Linked DNA regions of Gossypium hirsutum: region 1 is linked to region 2. The links are chromatin contacts, called in public Hi-C maps. All regions are on one chromosome and are shown on one strand. The core of a region is the stretch at or near the end of the contact, and the rest is flanking DNA. Distances in the headings are between cores, read along the strand shown.

Region 1 (7,154 bases), core at 1,637-4,136, 170 kb after region 2:
TATGGAATACAAATACTAGTTATGTCGCCTGCGGTTGAACTCTAACAAGCTGCCATAAGTGCGATCAACAACACCAACGAAGAGCGATTCTGTATCTGGGCTAAAGGATATTCCAGCAACCTCACCAAAAAAGTCAATTTCCTGGCACTTCACATACCCGGACTTGGTGTCGAAGACATGAACGAAGTTAGCTGGCTCAGCCATGGCAAGAAATCGACCATCTGATGTGAACTTGAGAGCTCTAATTGCTCCCATTCTTCCCTTCAATACAGCTAGGGACTGGGATGGTTTTCTTACATCCCACAATCTGCAAGTTGTGTCCTGATTCCCAGTAGCAAGAATGTTCCAATCAGGGTGCCAAGATGAAGCAAAAGAATAGTCCAAATGTCCCTCTAGGGTGCCAGTGACCTGCAGCATTGTACAAAATAAATTAGACATCAACAAGATTTAAACCTCAAAACGCACCATTTATTTGGATGTCCAGCAAGAGTGACATACTTTGCCAGACTGAGCATCGGCAATTAGGCAGTCGGTACTGTCTCCAAGAACTGCAAGCAACTTCCCGTCTGGACTAACAGAGGTATTCTGTTAAGAGAAGACAACCATAAAAGTAAGAAAAACACCCGAAAAATGGAATTCTACAGCAAGCATTTGAAGACTAGCACTTAAATTTACAGACCTGTCGAATGAGAACCGGTTGAAGGTTGAAAAAGTTTCGGCATCAAAAACTCTGATTTGAGCATCGTTATTTGTAGCCATAACTCTCATTGCACCACTGCAGAAATAAAGAAGATTCAGTTTTATTTTAAAATGTAGTCAAAGTAATATATTGCTCAAGATAACCAAAATATTTCTCTTTGTTAGACTGCTCAAAAAGGATCAAAATATTTCTCACCTAGGATTGAGATACACATCCACCGCATTAGTGATTGCATTATCATCAGTGGTTACTTTTGTGGAGAATGTCACCCCCGGTTGATTTATATACTGCCCAAGCAGAAAAATACTCTCAATAGCATGAGCCAAATTGCAAACATAATATTTTATCCCATAAACATTTGTCAAACAAGCAAACAGATACCTTGCAAATAAGCTCCCCCAGAAAACCACCAGCCACCATTAAATTTTCTTTAACTGCCATGGTGCTAATCTGCACCCTAGAGAGTTGCTGAGATTGTCGTTTCTACAAACATATCAAAATACAAAGTTTATCTCAACTGCTCTTCAAACAAAGCAGCAGAAGTCAAATTAAATTAATCATGGCCATATTCACTAACCAGGTTGGGAACAATTGGCTTAGCCACATTCAACACTTCTTTGCCCTTGCGTAGTAGTGATGACCAATGCATTACCGAGTAGTTTTGCATGAGGTACACATCGTGCTTTGATGTAGCCCACAATAGATTCCTTAGCTACATGATAAAATAAATAAATTAAACACAATACCATATATCAGCATTCTTTCAAGCATGAAAGCAGATAAAAATATCCATCACCTAGATAACTTAATTGAAACTAAAATCTTAAATTAGTGTGCATGTGTACAAGACCATACTCTTCCACATAATCCTTTCACCGACAGATAGTAATGTTACTGTTAACTAAAGACTCGTTAACTAGCTTCACCACTCACTGGGGTGACCAAAACAATTTATAGCCACAATTCAGCCTTCCAGCATCCTTGCAACAAGAAGTACGGCCCAATGCCATGGTCAAGAGTATGGATAAAAAAGAAATTGGTAGTTGATAGGAAAGACAAACAAGCATTAATCTTCTTGTGCACATTAATTTCAAAATGAATTACTAGTAACATATTTGTAAGACCATGTAACCACATTTTACCACCAACAAATGTTGTGAATCCCATACAAAGAGGAAAGAAAAGAAAGGGAAAAAGAACTGTCATAAAAAGAAAAATTGGCAGTTGATTGACCATGTATGCCCCTTTTCAGTATGGGAAGCCCCAATTCACTTTCCTCAAATTTCCCATTACATAAATAACAAAATGGAAAACAAAAATTCACAGAGCACAGGTAATGCATTAAAATTTGCAACACCAAACAGAACCATGAAAGAGGGAGACCCATAAATGCAACCAGTAAGTTAGAAGGAACATTTTTAAATCATCCATGAATGAATATCAAAGATCGATAATTACAGAACAAATCGATACGAATCAATCTTAAACCAAACAAAAAATGTTTAATCCACTCAAAGCAGTTAAGAATAAAGGCTAAAGTTTATAGACAGCAGATTTAACATGTTTCGAATCTGCTTACATGCAGAAAAAATAAAAGACAGTAACAAGGTTAACAGAGAGTTAGAAACCTACCTTTCAGTTGCACTAACTCAGAAATCGGCAAAAAAGAAAATGAGAAGAAACAAAGGGAGCAAATCGGTAGAAAAGAAAAGAAAATAAACAGAGGGCAGAAAAGAAAAGAAAAGAAACGGAGGGAGCAAATCGGCAGAGGCTAGAAGGAACAGAAGAGAAACAAAGGGGAAGCAGATGAGAGGGTATAACAGGGATGGTAAACCTATGCGGCGCCTAATCTGGGCAAAATGGAAGGATTACAAATCGGTGAAATCCACCGATTAAATCAGTAACCGATTACAATGGTATTAGCAATACCATGAACCAAACATAGGAATAGAGAGGGATTAAGCGGGACCCACCGATTAGCCAATACACCCAACTAAACATGGTGTAATATGAGTATTTTATAAATAGGGGACGAAAACATGACGTAAAATTAAATAATTAAAATAATATTTATTTTGAAAAAATAAATATATTTATGCATCAAAATTTACTGTAACATGCAAAAATTATTTCTGAATTCTAAAATTGGATTGTCAAGACCTGATTCGACTAAATGGAGGGATTAACTGCCTAAGTTGATAGGAAATATTTCCCCAAAGGAACTGGATTTTGAGTGCACTGATTTGAGCATTTGGAAAGAAGCTCTCTCCTCCTACAAATCTCGAATCCAATCTCTAAACAAGCCTAATTTGATTTCTCTTGACGAATTTTACACCCACGATCTTCCCTCTCTTCTCCGCCAACGAAACCCTAACCCTTTCATTACCACCGCCGAACTCTCCCGCCTCATGCAGTGGAAGCTCACTCGCGGCAAATTGAGGCCTCGTTTGTTAAACTTTGTTTCCTCTTTGGACGACTCTTCTGTCCAATCCGTTTCTCAAAAGGCTTTCCTCTCCCTTCCCGACATCTCCAAAGCCATCTCCCAGCTTACGGTTTTGAAAGGAGTCGGCCCCGCTACTGCCTCCGCTGTTCTCGCCGCCTACGCTCCTGAAACGGCGCCATTTATGTCCGACGAGGTAACTGCCTCTCCAATCTTTCTTTATTGGTTTTTTATTTGATATGACTTTTAATTTATATTCAAGGCTATGGTGGCTGCGCTTGGAAGCTCCAAAGATTATTCGTTAAAACAATACTTGTTATTTGTGGAAAAACTACAGAGCAAATCTAAGGTTGGTGAGGTTCCTTTCTATTCTATTTGAGTTATTATTGTAGTTCTTTTGGCATGATCCTTACTTGTATTTTGTCTTGATGATGTTGATCAATATTGTGCAATTAAAATATGCTAGTAGTTTTCAAGTTAGTATAATGGCAGTTTAATAAGAAATATTTAAAAAGTACTTAGCTTATTACAGATGGTATCGGTTAGGCTTAGAACTAGTTAACTTTTGCTATTTAAGATGTTGATATTTTTTCTTGTGGAGCCTGTTGGAAGTTCAATTCTGTACATTTTAGGTGGAACTTAGTTTCCATTGACAGAATCTCTTTCATTTTCATGTTACGAAGTTCGTTTCCATTTTCCTTTTGCTTATTTTGATTGAGCACACCTCTTTGCATGGTTCCCCAAAATGGTGTTTGCAGGGGAAATTACTTGACGAAAACTTAGTTTCAGGAGTCAGGACCACAAGTGTTCTTTCTTTCTTTTCCTGAACTCATTGTTTTCATAGTTGATAGCTGATCAATGGTCACTTTATATTGTTCTGAAGCTTCATTGTTGTCTCACTGAATTTGTAGCTTTCTGATGCTAGTCTTATTGTTTTGTTTCTATTGAATGTTTTATGTTGTTGATAGGTGATCCTAATCCGTCTCTAGTTTTCCTTGTTTCTGATTCTTGGCTAATTGCGTTTTGACTGGGCAACACTATCATATTCCTTAAGGAACAACAAGGCAACTCTAGTATTCTCTAGTTGTTAATATCCATTGGAACCTTTGCCCATTGTATGTTTGTTTGAAGAACTTATTCAATCAGTGTAGAAGCCACTGAAGTTTTGGCTATACTGCTTATAACCTAAAATTAATAGCCTACCAGTGATAAAATTGATTAAGGAAAGATGCTGAATTCTTGATGTTGACAAGTGATAAATTTTTCACTTCGTCCTCAGTCTGTGCCCCTTCTATGCACCTTTGTTGGCTTTATTCATAGGCTAACAAGAATATTTTCTCATAATGTAATGCATGTTGTTATGGGGAAGGATCAATTAATCATTCATCTATGTGCCTGATCCAGGAAATACCTTTTTGAAAAGGATGATCTATGTTTCTTATTACAGGAACTAAGTTCAATGGGTGACTCCTTCAAACCTTCGGATGTAGAAAGGGCTTTGTGGAGTTCAGCTGTAGGCGTAAAGTTGCAGTCTTCACAGACAGCTCCGGACAACAAGATCAAAGGAAGCAACAAAAGAAAGAGAAAACATTGAATTATCTATGTGCAAGATGATGGAAACTTTTGTGAGTTCTAACATGGCCAAGTATTAATCTTGTTTACTTGATGCTAACACTTTATCAATGTGATGTTGTGCCTTGGTCATATATCTGGCATACATGCATGGAATGCAGCCTGAAATTCCTTGTGTTGGATTTAACTATTTTAGTATGGTTAACCCACTGATATTAGTTAAATATTGACAGTAGCACATTACCATGCTATGGCATCTTGCATGAAGTTACTTTGAGAAAATGTCAGAGACCCAAGTTATATGATGAAACCCTTGATCCATCTTTAACTTACGAGGTAATTTCAGTCCTTTTTCCCCTACTTTATGGATGGCAATTTGCTTGTGGGTGGAATGGTAAAGTGCAGTGCAGGTGCTTTAGATTCAAACCACAGCGTTGTTGAAAGCTAGGGTGAACATACCACCCGGGTTTGGTACTTGAATTAACTAATTATTAACCCACCCACAAGCAAAATAGGGTTGGCTGAAGGACAATGATCTATTTATGGACTCTTTAATGGTTAGCCTAGCTGTTGCGAACTGAAAGCTAAAAAAGGCTCTCAAATAGCAGAAAAAACATAATTTACACCAATGAAATTCTCGTTTTCTTGGTAAAACAAAATGTAATTTAATAATTGAACCAAAAAAAAAAACCAGAATGCAGTTTTACTAAAAGAGGAAGAAGTTCCAGGAAGATTTAATGAATCTTCCATTTTGAGCAACCAAAAGCCCAGTTTTGTTTTTTTTACTTCATGTAGGGAGATGAAGTCATTGGTTTATAGGTGTCAAGTCGCCATTCGCTTTCCTTGTACTTCCCGTAACCATTGTGTTATTGGAGCCTTTCCCTTTTGATCTATAAAATTACACCAAAAAGAAAGGCCGTGACGGACGAAATCTTCAAAAACTTCCCAAGTCTCTTCTTCTTTTACGGCCTCATTCAACGGCTTTAACCACCAAAGTGATGAAAATGAATATTATGCCCTCCTTCTCAGACCGTAAACACTGACGGAGTCCCCGAGGAGAGGCTCTCCTCCCTCAAAAGCAGGCCTACTGAGTACTCGAGACTCCCGAAGTCGGCTTCGATGGGGCTTCAACTTCAAGAGCCATTTTCAACCTCTTGACCACTGTTGTGGGAGCCGGGATCATGGTGCTCCCAGCCACCGTCAATCAGTTGGACCTAATCCCGAGTCTATTCGTAATCATATTCGTCTATTTGCTAACGGGATCATCCATCGATAAGATACTCAGGTTCAGTCGAGCCTCCAAGTCGGCCACATATTCAGGCGTTGCCGCCGACGCTTTCGGTGGGACCGACCGTAACATCTTCAGGTTTGCATTGTCATCAACAACTTGGGCATGCTCGTGGTTTACATGATCATCATAGGTAAGTTTGAACTCCCCCCTCCCCCAAAAAAAAAAGAATTAAGCTTCGTGGAACGACTAGTTGCCCTTCGATCACCTCTGAATTTGATTTGATTGCAGGTGATGTGTTGTCGGGGACATGGGAGGATGGGTTCCACCACAAGGGAGTTATGGAAGAATGGTTCGGTGAACACTGGTGGACAACGCGTTCGGCTTTGCTCATGTTCACCACGCTCTTCGTTTTCGCACCTCTCATTTCATTCAAACGCATTGGTAACTAACTCACGCCTCAAAAATTCTAAATTGCCGCTATACTCCTTTCTTACTTTTATTGAAATGCTTGCTGTTTTTCGTGATTTTAGATTCATTGAGATACACCTCGGCATTGTCAGTTGGTTTCGCGATTGTATTTGTGGCAATAACAGCGGGAGTTACCATTGTTAAGTTGATGGAAGGGAAAATCGAAATGCATCGTTTAATGCCGAAACTTGAAAACCAGGCATCGTTTTGGAAGCTTTTCACCACTGTTCCTGTTCTAGTCACTGCTTATATATGCCACCATAACGGTGAGTCATCACAGATTGATTCCTTCTACACTTCTAAGTCTTTATTATCATAATTTGGGTTTGTTTAGTTGTTGGTTCAAGTAAATTATCTTCCAATTTGTACCAAATTAGTTGCATCTTTGAGTTGATTGAATGCTTTAACGGTAAGAGATGCTTAATGTACCTGTTGATACCTAAAACTCTGCGAAGAACAAATTATCCATTTATGGTTCAACATAGGGGTGTTCATTCGGTTAACCGACCGGTTAATCGACCCGAAATTACTATAACCGAATTAACGGACCTTTCAAAAATTTTAACCGTTAACCGAACCGATTTTTTTAAAAAAAAATTAACCGAACCGAAATTTTTTTGGTTAATAAGGTCGGTTAACCGAATTAACCGAAAATTATGTATTTTTTATTTTTGGTTAAAAATTACCCGAATTACCGAAAAATACCCTAATTACTCGAATTTTTTTTATTTTTTATTTTTAAA
Region 2 (7,568 bases), core at 4,494-6,993:
CATGCTGAACCCTCCAATATCCTCCCGATCTGAAACAAAACAGAAGGCAATCGAGTCTAAGTAAGTAATATAGAGTTGTAACTAGAATGCAAGATATTGGAACCCCATTGAACTAAGAACCAACAGCTCCAAGAGTTTTTCATTTTGGGGGCATTGGGCCATGGTGAAGACCACAACAAAAGCCACATTCAACTTTGCACAAACAAAATTGATACCAACATTTATCTCTTTCTACTTGAAAAACAAGACAAATACATTCGCCTGAAATTAACAAAGAACAATATTCGACCAAAAAAGACATAATGACAGAAACTCCAAAAAAGATAGGAAGAAATTGTAAGTAAACTTGGAAAGGAAAAGATAAAGAAAAACAGTACCCTTTTTATAACCTGGAATCTTGGGTTCACCTATATCGAAGGCAGAAGCAGCAACAATGGTGTTTCTACAATGAAGCTTGTGGTGGATACAAGTGAAGCGGTAGCTGAGGAGTGGATGTGAGAAACAGAGTGAAGGAAGGTGAACATATAAATAAGAATACACTTGGCAACAACTTGATGGCAGGCAATTGTTTCTTCTATTCATTGGCTTCATTACATTGAACGTGTGGGGGTGCATTACGTTGACAATTATACGGATCACATCACATAATGATAGTATCTAATGTATGATTTTACCGACCACGTTGTTTCAAAATTTGTCCATTTATTTATGGCTTCAAATTTATGGATGTTGCTTCCATTGGTGTAGTGTCAGTGTCACATTTCCAAGTTCCTATACACACTATCTTCTCCACGGGGAACACAACTGTTTTCTTTAGGGGTAAAGTAAGGATTGTCGACTCAATATTTCAACCCAAAGTCATTTCACTCTTCCCTATCCTTCAGCCGACACATCACTGTTGGGATAGCAATAGCATTCTCTAAAAGAAAGTTGGAGTACAGTCTGTATTTAATTTTTAAACATCACTGTGAAAATCTGTGTCTTCAAATCTCAATTTTCATTCATTGTTTAGTTGTTTTCAGCTTTCTTCGAGGGATGAGAATCTGGGATAGATTTTCCTGCCTTTTTATTACCATTAAATATGAATATATAATAAAATTCTGATAGTTTATCCATTAAAGCCCAACTGCAACCTAAAAAACCCAACACAACCGACAAGACATTCCCGGGTCCTTCTGACTATAACTCTGGGCTCATACCAAAAATCCAACGCCCACATACGTGGTGTAGCTTGTTGCCATTTGCCAAGCTATTAAAGGTTACAAATATTTTCCGACTGGAAATAAACCAGGTTGAGAGCCCTGTGAACTAAGTAATGGTTTACAATATTTGAACACGTATAAGACAGCTACGGTTATTAAATACCTATATACATATGCCAAAAATAAATTTACATGTACGCCTTTGATGACGACCTCTTTGTAATAAAAAAATTTCCACGTTCCAACCTCGCGCCGACAGTTTGGCAATTTATGATATGGTAATAAATAACAAATGTGGACCTCTTATAAGAGAAAATTGTCAATCATATGTTGGACTACATCAGCTCCATCCGAATTAACCCAGTAGCTTTTAACCTGAAAAACCAGATGGTGATAAAATAGTACCACTCTGTCAGACACTTTCAGGGAGGTAACCCGTGAATACAAAATGGGGTTGGGAAAAAAACATCAAAATAAAATCTATTTGTAACATACTGACTAGTTATATTTGTTTTTTTTTTTTAAATTTAAATTCGGATTATGTTAACTTCCGTTTGGACCGATTATCTGATCCTAAGTTAAAAGAGGGCCCTTATTTGAACCGAATTCTATATTTATATTTACTTTTTATAATATAAAAATATACTGTATTTCTAAATTAGATAAACTTAAAAATTTTACATAAAATGAGAAAGATAACTTGAACTAATCCGAACCAATGAATTCGATTAAGGTTAGTCAAGTTATTTATAGTATTTAGTTTGACTTCAGTTTGATTTTTTTTAATGTATATATATATATATAGAAAGACAGCTAATTCTACCCGCAGGACGATGAGTTTGTAAAGAATAACTTGCCTGAATAGTACTGTGTGCAAGAATCCTTTGACGGCTGCCTTTGAAGTATACATCAACCCGTTCCCAGCTGAGTTTTGTTAAACCTCTGATCATTTCCTCTGTAATATTGATAAACACAAGTGGAATTTTACCCACTGGATAATAACTAGTTATTCAACTAGCACCTCGGCTTTCAGCTTTAAACATGTAATGGATGATTTAGCTCCCAACAAATAAATATTGTCATCTCGAGAAAATTTCTTCCCCTTTTTCCATTAACAAATGTTTGTATGTCCAATGATTAACAACAATACACCAAATCAAGGGAAAAGATTACACAAATGCATATGTTTCACAATTTAGCAATTATCTTATATGTGAATCACTGCAGAAGAGGAAAGCAAACAGTAATTATCGTCAAACACCCTGAATATCGGCTATGTTACTCGGACACTTTATTTTCCTTGAAGCATTTGTGTATGACACTCATGTTATGGGGATATGACCCTCTAAACACATTTGTATTGAACACATACCCTCTAAACACCATTGAATTATTGACAACTCCTATCCAGAATTTTGGATATTACATTTGTTGACTTCAAAGATTAGCTATAACCTAGATAGCCCTATCTGCCACTATAATGGAACAGTCTAGATATTATAAGCTATTGAAAATCCTATGATGATATCATGATATACTTTGCTAATCCTAATTCAAAATGAATACAAAGTCTGATATTTTAAAGGAAAACATTTTGCTACTTCAGGATAAAAGAAATTTGAAATCTGAATCCAATTTGTTTATTGGCTCGAAGTTAATGCCATCCTAGCTACCTCCTCACTAACAATTCCATATGCATTGCCGATTGAAATTGGGAAGAGTGTTGTTTTTATGCTGTCGTTTGATCTTTTACATCTGCTAGAACTCTCTGTGACTACTAAGAAACATTACAAACCAATTCTAGTGAAGTGAAAGATGCCACAGCCACCAACCAAAAATAACAAAGGAAATATTATAGAAACTTATTTGATTACTAATTTTAAAATATAAATAATAAGCAAACCTTCCATGTTTATCTTCTCATCTCCATTGATTTTGGCCTCAGTGGGGATTTCATCAAGGGTGGCTGTTTTTGCTGGCTCCACATTAATGACATGTGGGTATCTGTCACTTCTTGGAAGATGTTTGATCTGATAAATCCAAGTTGGCATTAGGCTCACAGCAGGTTATACCAATTAAAAGCTTCCACGAATATGCTTGATGGTTACCTTAGGAAGTTCATTTCGTCGCCGTAAGGAAGAGGTACTCCACCCAACAATATCTAAGAACAGCGTCAAGTTCTTAAACAGGCAGAATAGTTTCGATGAGAATAGGTCATGTCCTAGAGCCTAAAACATCTAGTTCAATTATTAAATCTTCCGTGAAGAATTGGTAATGCAGAGAAAACATAAATGCAGAATCAACTGATATAATAAAAGGATACGGTCGAACCTTGCATTTGCATACGCAACACGACGCCTGAAGGACCCCAGAGCAGAGCTGCATTTAAAGAAAAAATACAGATATGAGCCTGCAATTTACCATCCACTCTCTCATGCTTTAAAATAACAAAGGAATCTTGCAAAAACTCACATAAATTTAAGATCTTCACAATCGTTGACCATCCGAAGAAGAAGTGGTGGTTTTCCATCCTTTCCATCAGTCAAAAACAAATGTTTTCCAGTTCTACCAAGCAACCATGATATTCGAGCAGCAAATTTTTCAAGTGCACGGGAGCCACGGAACAATGGAACCTGAATAATGCAAAGCCATGACAAGAATACTATTACCAACCTGTAATGTAAAAAGTGTTAACACATACTCAATGGTCAAAGACTTCATTGTTCAACGTTATCACTCAATTGCATTCTATTGCATACCTGCACAGAAGATAAATCAGTAGTCTCAATCAGAACTTAATTGAAGACTAAACTTCAAAAATGCATTTCATCATCAAATAGTGAGGAAAAGAAATCTATCCAATAATTCTTGGAGCATGAATGAACTACCTGTTTATGCCACAGAGACCCGAGGTGTGGACTTGCAAATGTAATGAAATTCATGGGCTCTAGTCCAGCAATTTTGCCTTTTAATTGCCCTTCAGGGCATAAATCTTTATCTCCCAAATGGTCAGTTCCACAATCTCCATTTGTTTGAGAAGTTTCTTGAGTTAGGTCTTGTTCATAAAGCCGCGCAATGGCATACCTTGCTACAAGGCCACCTAATGAATGACCAACGAAAGAAATCTTCTGAACACTTGGGTGACAGCTTATGACATGTTTGACCTGAAAAAGGTAAACTTAAATTAATATAAATGGTTTCTGCCAAATATATATATATATATAAATGGTAAAAATGGAAGTACAGAGTATCAAACTACAGAACAATAATATATCAACGGTAAGCGGCAGTTAGCAAAATTGGAAAATAATCTGAGTTGCAATCATGAATAATGAACCTTATTGAAGATAAATAAAATTGATAGCACACATACCTCCTCTGCTAATCTGTCGCCCATTACATCAACACCATCAAATGTCAACGTTGAAGAATTGCGCTCACTGCCTGCATTGCGCATTTAGTCATTAACCATTCAGTACTTATTTCACCATGAAATTCATCAACAATATCATTAACTCATTATCACGAATATTCATTTAGTGAATGGGTCTTGCGTTCACTTCACCAATTAATTAGGATGGTTATAATCCAGCAAAATATTAAATAAGAAAATAACACAATTTGATGAATAACAATCAAAATTTGAATCCTGGATCAGTCATTGGTGAGACTTATCTACTTATAACTTCGGATAGATCTAAAGTCTAACCCAGGTTAAATTAATTCAACAGCATTGGAGTATAAGACTCCAAATTACTTAGCAGACTACTTATGAAATTATATTAGAGATTAATTATGAAACAGTTCAAAAAAAATAACTTTGTAAGAAGAAAAGGGTGAGATGAGTAAATCATTAACTTGAAACTAATTAGCATTTAGCATAATCACAGTTAATACATACAAAAAAAAAATGGAGTACCGAAGTACTCACAATGAACAATAACATTCTCAGGATACTTCTTTAAAAGCTGCTTCGCTGCAAATCTCCAATTCTGAGCACTGCAAAGATACCAATCCAAAAATCAATCAAGCAGTTCGAAACACATAAATAACATTAATAAAAAAAACGATTAAAACCGAGATTAACCTGCCAATGATGCCATTAACCATGATAACTAGATGAGTAGGATTGTTACGCTCTCCCTGAAACTGGACTTCCATATCGACACCTCCGTTCTCGTGGGATTTCGTTCTCAAGCATCCAAATCTCGGGAAACTCAATGATCTCCTATTCTTTTTTGTCTTCATCTTCTTCTTTTTCTCCTGCTGATTCAGTATCTTATTACTAGTAATATTGTCTTCCCTAACCTTGATCTCTTCAGCAACATCAACTTCCTTTCCGGTACTCCTCTACAATCTCCCTCCATATCCGCCATTTTGAAGCTTAAAAACAGAGCTAAGGTAATAAGAAACGATCTTAAAGTGTTGTATTAAGCTAGATTTTTGCGTTGGGTTTTGATAATGAGAAAAATGGAGGGAGTCAAAATACGCTAGCCAGGATTTAAAGAAGTGAAGAGGGGGGCAATGAAGATGGTGAGGGCGGGCGGTTTTTGTAGTTACGGGTTTGTTAGCTAAATGGGGCGACCCGCTGGTCCCCTCTCTTTCATTTTAAGCCATTGCCCTTGATTTTATGGTTTTATTACGGGATAAATTTGTTTCCATCGGCTGATGGGTTGAGGATAAAATCGTCATCCTCTAAGTATATTTGTTTTTGTGCTTCAATCATGATTTTTTCTTCTAAAAGCAGACAGAGAAATTGACAGGTTTAATCTTCGGAAACTTTTGTCTTCAAATTTTAGAGCCTCGTTTCTTTCAACTCGGATGGCTATTTTTTAATTACCAAATTTATTTTAATTTTTACTCCATATTTGCTTTTGATAATTGAAAAAGGGGAATAAGTTTATTTAGAATTGAATTCAATTTTTATAAATGATTTTGTCACTGAACCAAGAGATTATTGACAAGAATCAATTAATATTGAGATACCTATCCGAAGCAATACAAATAATCGATTGACTTGTGAGTCAATTAAATTTTATTAATTAAAGTTTATAATTTTTTAAATTTTTATAAATTTTTAATAATTTATTTAATTAAAACTAATCGTTTTGATAATTGACTGTTTTTATTTATAACCCTTCGCTCAAATTAAGTTAAAGTTCAATTGTATTATATTATTATTTTGATGTATTACACTTGTATTTAAAATATCATATATTTTTTTATTGGATGATTTATTAAAAAGTCTAAGCTTGCTTGAACTAGACCAGGTTGAACGGTTGGATTGAGAACCAATCGAGATATCAATTTGGAGAGGGATTTTCAATCGTTGACTCAAAAATCAATGCGAACCGAATAAAAAAAACGATTGAATTGAATTTTTAATATCTTATTTTATAATTTTATAATAATTTATTTTTATTGAACCGATTGCAACAATTAAATCATGAACCAGTAACGTGATTAATTTGAGTACCAATTCAATTTTAAAAATTTTGTAAAAATCAAAATTAATAACTTAAATACAAATCATTTACTTGGATAAACTATTATATTAATAATTCGTATTAAAAAATAACATATTTTTATAATTAGAATAATGCTATGTTTTAACTAACTTTTTATACATATATCTTTGTGGCATAAGAATATTAAATACCAAAAGCATGGAAGCACCAACTTCTGTTTTCAAATGGCATACATGTGAATATGGTATTATATGCTATGTTCTAACTTTAAATTAGGTTGGAAATGATACAATACCAAATAATATTATTCTTCAAGCCAGGCAATTAATATATATTTTGTGCAAGTCTGTACTAATGGAACATACATTCATATGTAAAAAGATTAAGAAAATAAATTAATTAATGTTGAAAAATCAAATGTGTATGGTCCTAGGTCTATGCCCCTTAATGTCAAGCTATCTAGAAGTCCTCCAACCTTTTTTGGTCAATGGCAAGAGTTATCAACATTCCAACATAGATAACCTTTCTAGAAACCATTTAACATCTGTCTTTCACCAATCATCCATTCATTCTCACTTCTTGTCATCAACTACATGGGTTGTTTCCAAAAGAATTAATGGGTAAATGTTTAATTTTAAATTTTATTCCAATTACATTTTATGAAATAGAAAAATTCACTCGGTTATTAAAATTTTACTGTTATTGGCATAATAGGTAACACAACTTTTTTTGTGTACTTTAACAATTTTTTTTTAAAAAAAATTGTGAATCTTTTTTTAAACTTGTTGAAATTTTAATTTTTATGAAATATACATGGATTGCCACACAAATAATTATATCAGTATTGTTAAAATTTCAATGGTCCAGTTAAGTTTCCCATTTAAAAATAAACAATTTA

The links. Hi-C and Micro-C count contacts between places; a contact is called where the count stands out from the background.
Region 1: a Hi-C map of hypocotyl shows a contact between it and region 2, with 4 times the contacts expected there. The contact joins the promoter of LOC107910327 here to the promoter of LOC107910331 in region 2. A contact is called at or near these places in 11 of 34 Hi-C or Micro-C datasets (callus, hypocotyl, leaf and 1 more).

Annotation. Positions count from the first base shown.
Region 1 is chrD02:16,668,208-16,675,361 of Gossypium_hirsutum_v2.1, forward strand. LOC107910327 reads left to right here and starts at 2,887. Exons shown (of 3, transcript XM_016838148.2): 1 at 2,887-3,336; 2 at 3,403-3,489; 3 at 4,588-4,899. The coding sequence starts at 2,887. The coding sequence ends at 4,734. It also overlaps the pseudogene LOC107910328 and the pseudogene LOC121214644.
Region 2 is chrD02:16,498,022-16,505,589 of Gossypium_hirsutum_v2.1, forward strand. It overlaps LOC107910331 (putative lipase YDL109C), which reads right to left and starts at 5,744. Exons shown (of 11, transcript XM_016838154.2): 1 at 5,290-5,744; 2 at 5,134-5,201; 3 at 4,576-4,646; 4 at 4,091-4,366; 5 at 3,675-3,835; 6 at 3,526-3,581; 7 at 3,311-3,363; 8 at 3,106-3,232; 9 at 2,060-2,157; 10 at 378-1,577; 11 at 1-29. The coding sequence starts at 5,450. The coding sequence ends at 1,506.